Linked DNA regions of Oryctolagus cuniculus: region 2 is linked to region 1. The links are chromatin contacts, called in public Hi-C maps. All regions are on one chromosome and are shown on one strand. Each heading gives the region's core, a stretch centred on a gene start, on an enhancer-like site or on the middle of the called end of the contact. The rest is flanking DNA. Distances are from core to core; before and after follow the strand shown. Region 1 overlaps JAZF1 (JAZF zinc finger 1). Region 2 overlaps JAZF1 (JAZF zinc finger 1).

Region 1 (4,402 bases), core at 1,183-3,682:
TCCGTCTGCGTTCCTGCTTTCCTGATGGGAGCAGGCAGAGAAGGCACTGAAGCCGCAGCGACCGCACACGTGCTCGGGCTGGCTGCGGCTCCCAGGCCGCGGGGCTCTGCGTGCCGCGGTGGCATGAAGGCCCCGGCCCGTTCCTGCTCCTCCCATTCCCACCTCGCACTTGGATTTGCAAGAGCTGCGAACGCCTTCTGGCAAAGTTCACGATTCCATTCTGTAAGACACCCCTGGGTGCCCCGCTCCACGCTGGGGTGTCTCCCAGTGTTCCGCCTCCATGAGTTTTCTGAATGGGGGGGGTGGAATCTGGGCCCCCAGCTGCCTGCACAGGAGGCTGGAGCTGACTGGCGCGGTTTGGTGACCGGGAGAAAAAAAATTCGAAGCTCCGTTCTGTTCTCTCCGGATCCCCCTCTCAGGCTTCCGGGTCTCCCAGGGGGGCCAGGGTCTTCCCTGAGCCCCTGCTGAGAAGCCACGGGGCGAGGTGTTGGGCAAATACAGAGGGCGCCGCTCTCGCTATCCCGACCCTCGGGCCCATGCTCCTACGGCCAGATCGAGGCACGTCCCGGGCTCCATCCCCCACTAGTTCTCCTCCCACCTCCTGCTCAGCCGCAGGTGCACATGAAAGTGCGTGAGGGCCCCGCCCCGCCGCACAGGGCCCTCGCCCCCCACCATCTGTGGAAGCAGGGCCGCACTGCCTCCCCGAGGCCCGCCCGTCCCCCGCGGGGGTGCCCGGTGCCCAGCGCCCCCTGTGTACCTTGTATCTCTTCTTGCACCCAGGCACCGGGCAGGCGAAAGGCTTCTCTTCGCCTCCGTTCATGCACATGGAGCTGAGGATGGCCTCGGAGCTGATGGCGCTCTCTGTGGTCCAGGACTCGTCGCTGTCTGACTGCTCGTAGTCCACCTCCTCCTCGTCGTACTCGCTGCCTGCGGGAGCACAAGAGCCACGCGGCATTCAGGGGCGGGCAGCTCCGCTCAGGCCGGCCCGGCCGCCCCGGACACAGTCAGCACCGCTCTGGCTGCCCTGGGGGACTCCAGGCACAGGGACTCCCTGACAGCCCTGGAAGGGAGGAGGGGAACGGCTCCCCCCACATGCATGGCTGAGAGGTGGCAGAGCAAGGGCCTGAACTTGATTCTGTGGCAGGCCAGCTGGGCAGAGGCTTGGAGCAGGCTCTGCCGCAACGCCAGTGAGCACTGGTGGCCATGGCGGCGCCTCCTCTCGCCCTGCGCAGGCACTGCCTGCCATGCTGGTGGGTGGAATCCAGACCCAGGCCACAGCTCAGCGTCCTAGCACGTGACAGCAGCTCCGGGAAGGCAGTGTGTTTTGCACGTAGTAGGTGGTTCCAGCGGGAATGCATTTTTTAGAAAATAAATTTGATCTGGGAAGACCCGGAAGCAATTTGCAGCTGCAAGGAGGTTCCTGGGCTCGCTCGGGAGCGAAGGGCGGAAGTGCCGGGCGCAGAAAGTGAGTGCAGCTCTGGCTCCTGGGCGGCCGAGCCGCGGCTACACACTCGGCCCTGGCCCGAGCCCCCACGCTTGCTTCCCTCACAGTTACAGGGTGCAGCCGGGGTAGGGGGCTGGTGGTGGGGGTGGGGAAGGTGTTCTCTCCTATTCCGGAAGATCGAGGGCCATGCTGAGAACTGAACTGAAAATCTGCACTGTGGACTTGAGTTTGGGGCAAGGGCCGGGGCGGGGGCGGCTGGCAGCCCCTCCCGGCGCTCCCTTAACGAGGCCCGAAGCATCGATCCTGAGCCTTCTGCACAATGCGGCCCTAGAGGACATAATTCCACAGATCATAAACGGCGTACGATAATATGTTGACAAGTCCTAATGCATTTACAAGCCCCGTGGAATAAATAGGAATTATAGCACAACATTAATAAGAATTATATGGCAGCAATTACAGTTGTGAAATTCATCCCCCAGGTGTGAGGCTGGCCGGCCGGGGGTGGGGGGTGGGGGGCTGCCTGGGTGCTCCCCGGGCGCGGTCGGCGACATCAATTATTTCAACACCGACTATTGGCACTTTTATTGGGTTTCAGCTTAATGGGCATTAATAAGATTGTTTGAAGAGCCAGCTGAGCCGGCGAGAGGGCTGCCTGCGCGGGAGGCCGAGTTGAAAGGCTCCGGGGAGGAAGGAAGGGCCCGTGAGTTTATTGAGTGCCTATTATGTTTCAAGCACGTTACACGAATTATCTCATTTAATCCTCCCTGGCGAAACCCTATGAGGTGCGGATTACTGTCACTTTTATACACACAGGAAACAGCCCCGGTGGGGGGTTCGAGCGCGTGTGTGTCCTCAGTCCCCGGGGGACACCGCCTGTCCCAAGCTGCCCTCACCTGGGAGTTGCTGCCTCCCCACTGCTTCCCACGCCGGCCGGCTGTGCTGAGCCCGCTTGTCAGGCGCTCTCGGGCAGTGCAGAATAAAATCATCTGTACGTGGCTGCTGGTACACCCCGCCGTTCTTGGCTACAGCTCCCCCAAAACGCCAGTGCCAGCCTGGGAACGCTCGTGCAGCCCGGCCTTGGGGGCAGGGCCCGGGGCCGTGGGTCCCCCGCCCTGTCTGTCGGCGGGGAGGTCTCAAAGTCTGCTTTCAAGCTGGGCGTGGCTCGAGCCGCGCACTTTGCAACAGACGCCACATGCTGCTCTCCTGCAGACTGCTTGCTAGAAAACTAGAAGTGCTATTTTATTTTGCAAAGCTCTTCACCAGGGCTCCAGAAAGCTAGAGTGGCTCATTTACCCATCTAATTGGGCCAATTTGTGAACCTGAAGCCAAGAGGCACACAGCGTCTCCAGCGCAGGGGGCTGGGATCTTCAGGCCGACTGAGGGCTTAACGAAGCTCAGCAGAAGATAAAACTTCAAAACCCGCGGATCAAAAGGAACAGGCCCTCGGGTGGATGCTGGAAACCACATGGCGTCCAGCCCCAGACAGGCAGCAGCGACCACAGAACCTCATCCACGCCTGGGGACAAAGGCACAACGCAGCCCCGTTCTGAGCCCAGGCAGGCACCCCCGCCCTGTCACAGTGCACCCCGAGACCCTAGGTGGCACTCAGCGTCTCCCACGCACGGCACTCAGGCCTGCCCTCCTGTGTTAGCAATGAGAAGGCGCCACAGCCCTGGGCCACATCTCGGTTCTCATTAGGAGACAGCCCGGCTCCTCAGCTTTTCTTTTCTCTTCCCTCAAATGGGTGCGAATCTACGTGTGGCCAGAGCGCTTTGGAGACTAGAATCGTGTGTGTGGAATGCCTGGCACAGGCGGGCTGCCTGTGGTGAGTGCCCAAGAACTGGAAGGCGGGGAAGACTAAAACCAGTAATAACACTGTAGTAACAACAAGAGAGAAAACCAAATAAAAAATCGGGTAGTTCTGAAGGAATGGGAAACCCTTGCTTGACACACAGGAGGGACCCACTGTGAGGCCCCCCCCCCCCCCCCCCCGTGAGACCCCTGTGAGGCCCCCTATGAGACCCCTGTGAGGCCCCTGTGAGGACCCCCTGTGAGGACCCCCTGTGAGACCCCTGTGAGAGCCCTGTGAGGCCTCCTGTGAGGACCCCCTGTGAGGCCCGTGAGGACCCCCTGTGAGGACCCCCTGTGAGACCCCTGTGAGACCCCTGTGAGGACCCCCTGTGAGACCCCTGTGAGGACCCCCTGTGAGGTCCCCTGTGAGGACCCCTGTGAGACCCCTGTGAGGCCCCTGTGAGGACCCCCTGTGAGACCCCCCTGTGAGGACCCCCTGTGAGGCCCCCCTGTGAGGCCTGTACACTGAACCCCAAAGGCTGCCCTTTCAACAAGGACAACTGCCAGGGTGCTCAGGGGTTGAATCCCCTCCAGCAGCCAGAGGGCCCTCGCAGGCCCAGAGAGGCTGCGGTGGCTCCTAGGACTCGCTCTGGGACACCGCGTCCCTCCACGGCCCCACCGGCAACGCTTGCCCCTGGTGCTCCGTGGACTGCGTCTGTGGCCAGAGAGACGCCTGCTCTCAGGCTCCTGCCAAACTGCTTGGAGCCTGAGAAAGAGCCAACCTGAGAGGCAGGTGCACCCGGAGTGACAGAAATTGCAGGCTACCCTCTCTGCCTCGTTCATTTCCTCCTGTCTTCCAAAGGTGGGGAGAAGAGGGAGGGGGGAGGGGGAGGAGGGAGGGGGAGGGGGAAGGGGAGGAACGTTGGGGGAAGAGGAGAGAGGAGAAAGGGGGAAGGTGGTGGGGAGAGAAAGAGAGAGAGATATTTTTCCACCTACTGGTTCACTCCCCAAATGTTTGCAACAGCCAGAGCGGGGCTAGGCACATGTCAGGAGCCAGAAACTCCATCTAGATCTCCCACGTGGGTGCCGGGGCCCAAGTACCCAGGCCATCATCTGCTGCCTCCCAGGGCGCATTAGCAGGAAGCTGGGATGCAGCATGGAGGA
Region 2 (4,402 bases), core at 701-3,200, 150 kb after region 1:
GTGATCTGGTGAGTTTTCCCCAAATGTGGTTGCTGGGATCCACCAAGAGATGGCCACTGCTGCTCGCTGGGCGGTGACTGGGTAGTGCTAAGCAGCTAGCTCCCGACGTTCCCCGCATCACCTGCTTATTATGCTAATTAGATCTTACTTGAAAGATGCAATAATTGCTGCAACCCAAGGAAAGAATTAATGGCCAATTTTAGTGGGTAAAATATTCATTAATCAAGTCAACGGAGAAGAGACCTGCGGAGTTTAGAGGAAAGGTCTTTGGAGAGCTGGAAGAAAGGTAATCACCTAGGGATTTCTCCTTTTCATAAACACAGGTTAACTCTGATTACAGTCTCCTTAAAACTCACCTTTCAGATTTAGAACAATGACTCCCCAGGAAGTCTAGGTTTAAACTTCTGGGTTTTAAAATGCATTGTAGAGAAGGAAGACATCATATCACAAAAAAGGCAGTGGTCAGAGGGAGACCACCTTAAATCTTACACATGTTCTCTGTGAAAGGTGTCTTCTTGCAGCACCAGACACCGCAGGTGCTGCAGTACAGAGGGCGGGGAGGAAGCTGCCGTAAGGCAAACACGGTCAGGTGTTGCGGCTGGTGGCAGCACCTCTGTGCCTTGTTAACACACAGCCTTTCAAACCCGCGGTTGACAGCACATTTGAAGTCCTTCTAACACCTGGGTAATCAGAGCCCAGGGAGATGTTGACCAAAAAAAAAAAAAAAAAAAAGACCACATGCAGTGATCCAGAGGTCAGATCAGACTTACAACTACTTTTAAGATATTTCAGGGGCCGGTGCTGTCACGTAGCAAGTAAAGCTTCTGCCTACAGCGCTGGCATCCATCCCATATGGATGCCAGTTCAAGTCTGCTGCGCCACTTCTGATCCAGCTCCCTGATAATGGCCTGGGAAAAGCAGCAGCAGATATTCAAGTGCTTGGGCCCCCTCATCCACGTGGGAGACCCCGAAGCAGCTCTGGGCTCCTGGCTTCAGTCTGGGCCAGCCCTGGCCCCTGCAGCCATCTGGGGAGTGAACCAGCAGATGAAGATCCCTCTCTCTCCCCTTCTAACCTGACTTTCAAATAAGTGAATCTTTAAAAAAAAAAAAAGTTTCAATCCCCAAAGCATTGCCTCCTCATAAAAACATGATAAACCAACCCCACAGCCCTCCCTCAATGCCCTTTTATAAAATTCAGATCCTCAGATTTATGTTGACTACGTAGCTGCAAGACGGGGCTCCTCACTGCATTATAAGGGGCTTAAGGGACAGGAGATGGATCACAGGAGGCAGCCTACAATGACGGACGGTAGGGCTTATTTTTGAAACAAAAAAAAATTACTTTCCATGTTTTTATTTAATTTTAAATGCTAACAACCATATTCTAGCTTCTACATGCCCATAAAGCCATTTCATAGTCCAGAAAAAAAATAATTTTGTTTTAAATAATGTTCGCCATCCACATCTTAACAGTCTGAATGCTGAGGCATTTTTCATCCAGAGTAATGATCTCCAGGAGTAAAAATAATATAATTATAACTGAACTACTTGGTCAGCTAAATCCCAACCAGAAATGCACGGGTACGTATTTCATTTACTGTGTCAAAAAATCTTCATTCTGGACCATCAGCACGGCACTAAATTTTGATCTGTCACTGCAAACAGGTCACTTCTATTCCTGGCTTATGGCATGGTAACAGGGCGCAGCAATTGGCAAAGACAGCTAATATTTCACATTAAATCTCCCCACCTGACCTTCTGAATCAGACATGGACAGACTCACGAATAAGGAATTATTTATTATGGAAACATTCCCTTTTCTTCTTTAAAAAAACAAAACCAAAACCCTCTTAGTTGAAGCACAGGGGGAAGCTAAGGACCGACGTTGTGGGGAAGAAAAGCTGTGGCTGACAGGATGGCCCGCGAGGGGCAGGGGCTGCATCCAGAGCTCCCCCTGTGCTCCCCCTGAGGGGATTCCAGGGAGGAAGGGGGCGCCCAGGGGGCTCCACGGGGCCCAGGACAGAACTAGGAGGGTGTTTCCGAGGGGTCACCAGAGCCCGGCAGCCCCCTCGGAGGGGGCCCCAGGCCTGGGATGCAGGCCGAGGGTGCATCTCGTGCACATGAGAACAAAGCGGCCTGTCCCGAGATGCTCCGTTTCTCTGGAAATCCCCTGTGGACCCACGCAGAGCCCGCATGTTAACCTGCCTTTGGTCTTCCTTGGAGTAGAGCTTTGAGGAAAGCACTTTGGGGACTTCCTCTCTGTCACCTCCGCCCTCCGCCAGCCCCAGCGCCAGCCCCAGCCTGGGGAACGTGGGCCTCCCGAGGGTGCCTGCACCTCCTGCCCCGTGTTCGCTCTCCCAAGGCCAGCGCACCTCACCCTGGGCTGCTTTATAAAGTAGTTACGTCTCAGCACAGTCCAGGGCCATTTTGCATTAACTGGGATGAGAGGGCTGTGAAGTGAGGCACCTGCGCTGCCCCCAGGTGGTCCTAATGTGCAGCCAAGCTGCGAGCGCTGCGCTAGGACAAGCCCGTGGTTCCTCACGCATCCAGCATCAATTGAACAAGCAGCAGACTCTCTTGTGTTTGGGGAAAGAAGGTGTGTGTGGGGAGGGGTGGTGCTTCAGCGTGGCTCAGGCCCTAGCAGGGCGTGGAAGAACTTGGTAAACATGGGCGTGCATCGGAGTCACCTGCAGCGCCGGAGCCCGACGCTCTGGGGAAGGGCCCGAGACAATGCATCTAACGAGTTCCCAGCTGGAGCTGCTGATCCCAGAACTACCGTGGCCTGGTCGGCTCAGACCAGACAGCACGTGCCATACGCTAGACAGCTGGGGTGGCAGTGACTCCGAGGAGGCAGAGAATGCACAGGTCTTTAATCCGACCCGACTGCCAGCCACAGAGAGACCAGGGCTGACGCAACCTGCCCTTTGGTCCGCGACTCTAGTTTGGTTGGCACTCATGAATTTTTGTAGCCTGAGTCACCCATCGCGTGTCCACTGCGAGGCCAGTGAGGGTGTGGCCGCAGGAACGGCAGCCTGCTGTCACCTTGCACTACAGGTTACAGTGCACTTTCTTAGAAACAGGCGCCAGATCCTTTTTTCCCAAAGCAAGCAGTGGCCGCCCTCGGCCAGAAAACAAACCCATGGCTGCTTGCTGCACCGGCTCCAGAGCTCGATCCACAGCTGTGAAAATACCATGGTTAACAACCCAAGCTTCTCGTAGCCGCCCAAAGAGACACTGCGCTAGGAGTGCCTGGGGGAGAACGTTCCCCTTCCGCCAAGTGCCCTTTCCTGCAAGGGGAGGCGGGTTAGGACAAAGCCCAGTGCCTTCGGTTTTCACGACTGGTGCCGGGACACCAGCCACTGAGCAGCAACACAAATGGAGCTGGGACAGAGCTAATAAAAGTGGGCGTCAGAAGTTGGAATACCTTTGGGTGGTGATACAGTTAATGTTGGTGGGCTTTCTGGAGCAAAAGTAAACAGGAAACTGTGGCCTCTGAAAAAGTTCTCTGTTATTAGGAGAGAGTGGCAGGGGCATGGCGACCTACCCACCCCACCATACAAAACCCTAATCAGCCGGCGCCGCAGCTCAGTAGGCTAATCCTCCGCCTTGCGGCGCCGGCACACTGGGTTCTAGTCCCTTTGGGGCGCCAGATTCTGTCCCGGTTGCCCCTCTTCCAGGCCAGCTCTCTGCTGTGGCCAGGGAGTGCAGTGGAGGATGGCCCAAGTACTTGGGCCCTGCACCCCATGGGAGACCAGGATAACTACCTGGCTCCTGCCATCGGATCAGCACGGTGCACTGGCTGCAGCGCGCCGGCCGCGGCGGCCATTGGAGGGTGAACCAACGGCAAAGGAAGACCTTTCTCTCTGTCTCTCTCTCTCACTGTCCACTCTGCCTGTCAAAAAATAAAAAAAAAAACCCTAATCTGTGCTCAGAGCAGCTGTAGGAAGGCGTGGCCCTGGGCTGGCAGGGGGTATTCTGGGAGCTTGGCAGATGCTCAGCGCTCTACCCCTCAGACCTATCAACAGCAGAGGCTGAGTGTGTGAGTGTGAGTGTGTGACTGGGTGTGTGCATGAGTGTGTGTGAATGCATGACTATGTGCATGAGTGTGTGAGTATATGTGAGCATGTGTAACTGTGTGAGGGTGAATGTGACTGTATGTGAGGGTGTGTGCATGAGTCTGATTGTGAATGTGTGACTATGTGTGTAACGGTGTATGAGTGAATGTGTGAGTATAACAGAGCGTATGTGTGTGTGACTGTATGAGGGTGTGTGCATGTGTGTGAATGTGTGTGAGAATGTGTTGTGACTGACAGTATGTGAGTAAATGTGTGAGTATATGTGAGTGTGTATGTGAATGTAACAGTGAGTGTATGTGTGTGTGAATATGTACGCGAGTGTATGT

The links. A called contact is a pair of places that touch in the nucleus more often than the background predicts.
Region 2: a contact with region 1 is called in a Hi-C map of embryonic fibroblasts, with 2.7 times the contacts expected there. The contact joins two enhancer-like sites. A contact is called at or near these places in 3 of 6 Hi-C or Micro-C datasets (embryonic fibroblasts, skin fibroblasts and an unstated tissue).

The regions. Positions count from the first base shown.
Region 1 is chr16:19,418,424-19,422,825 of mOryCun1.1, forward strand. It overlaps JAZF1 (JAZF zinc finger 1), which reads right to left. Exons shown (of 7, transcript XM_070059687.1): 6 at 758-927. Among named protein-coding and RNA genes, the nearest start is that of TAX1BP1, 100 kb to the left of the region's middle. Within about 2 kb of position 2,433, at least 1 of the 8 cell types and tissues checked has an H3K27ac peak or open chromatin away from gene starts, as enhancers often do.
Region 2 is chr16:19,568,086-19,572,487 of mOryCun1.1, forward strand. The region is part of intron 3 of JAZF1 (JAZF zinc finger 1); the gene reads right to left. Among named protein-coding and RNA genes, the nearest start is that of JAZF1, 180 kb to the right of the region's middle. Within about 2 kb of position 1,951, at least 1 of the 8 cell types and tissues checked has an H3K27ac peak or open chromatin away from gene starts, as enhancers often do.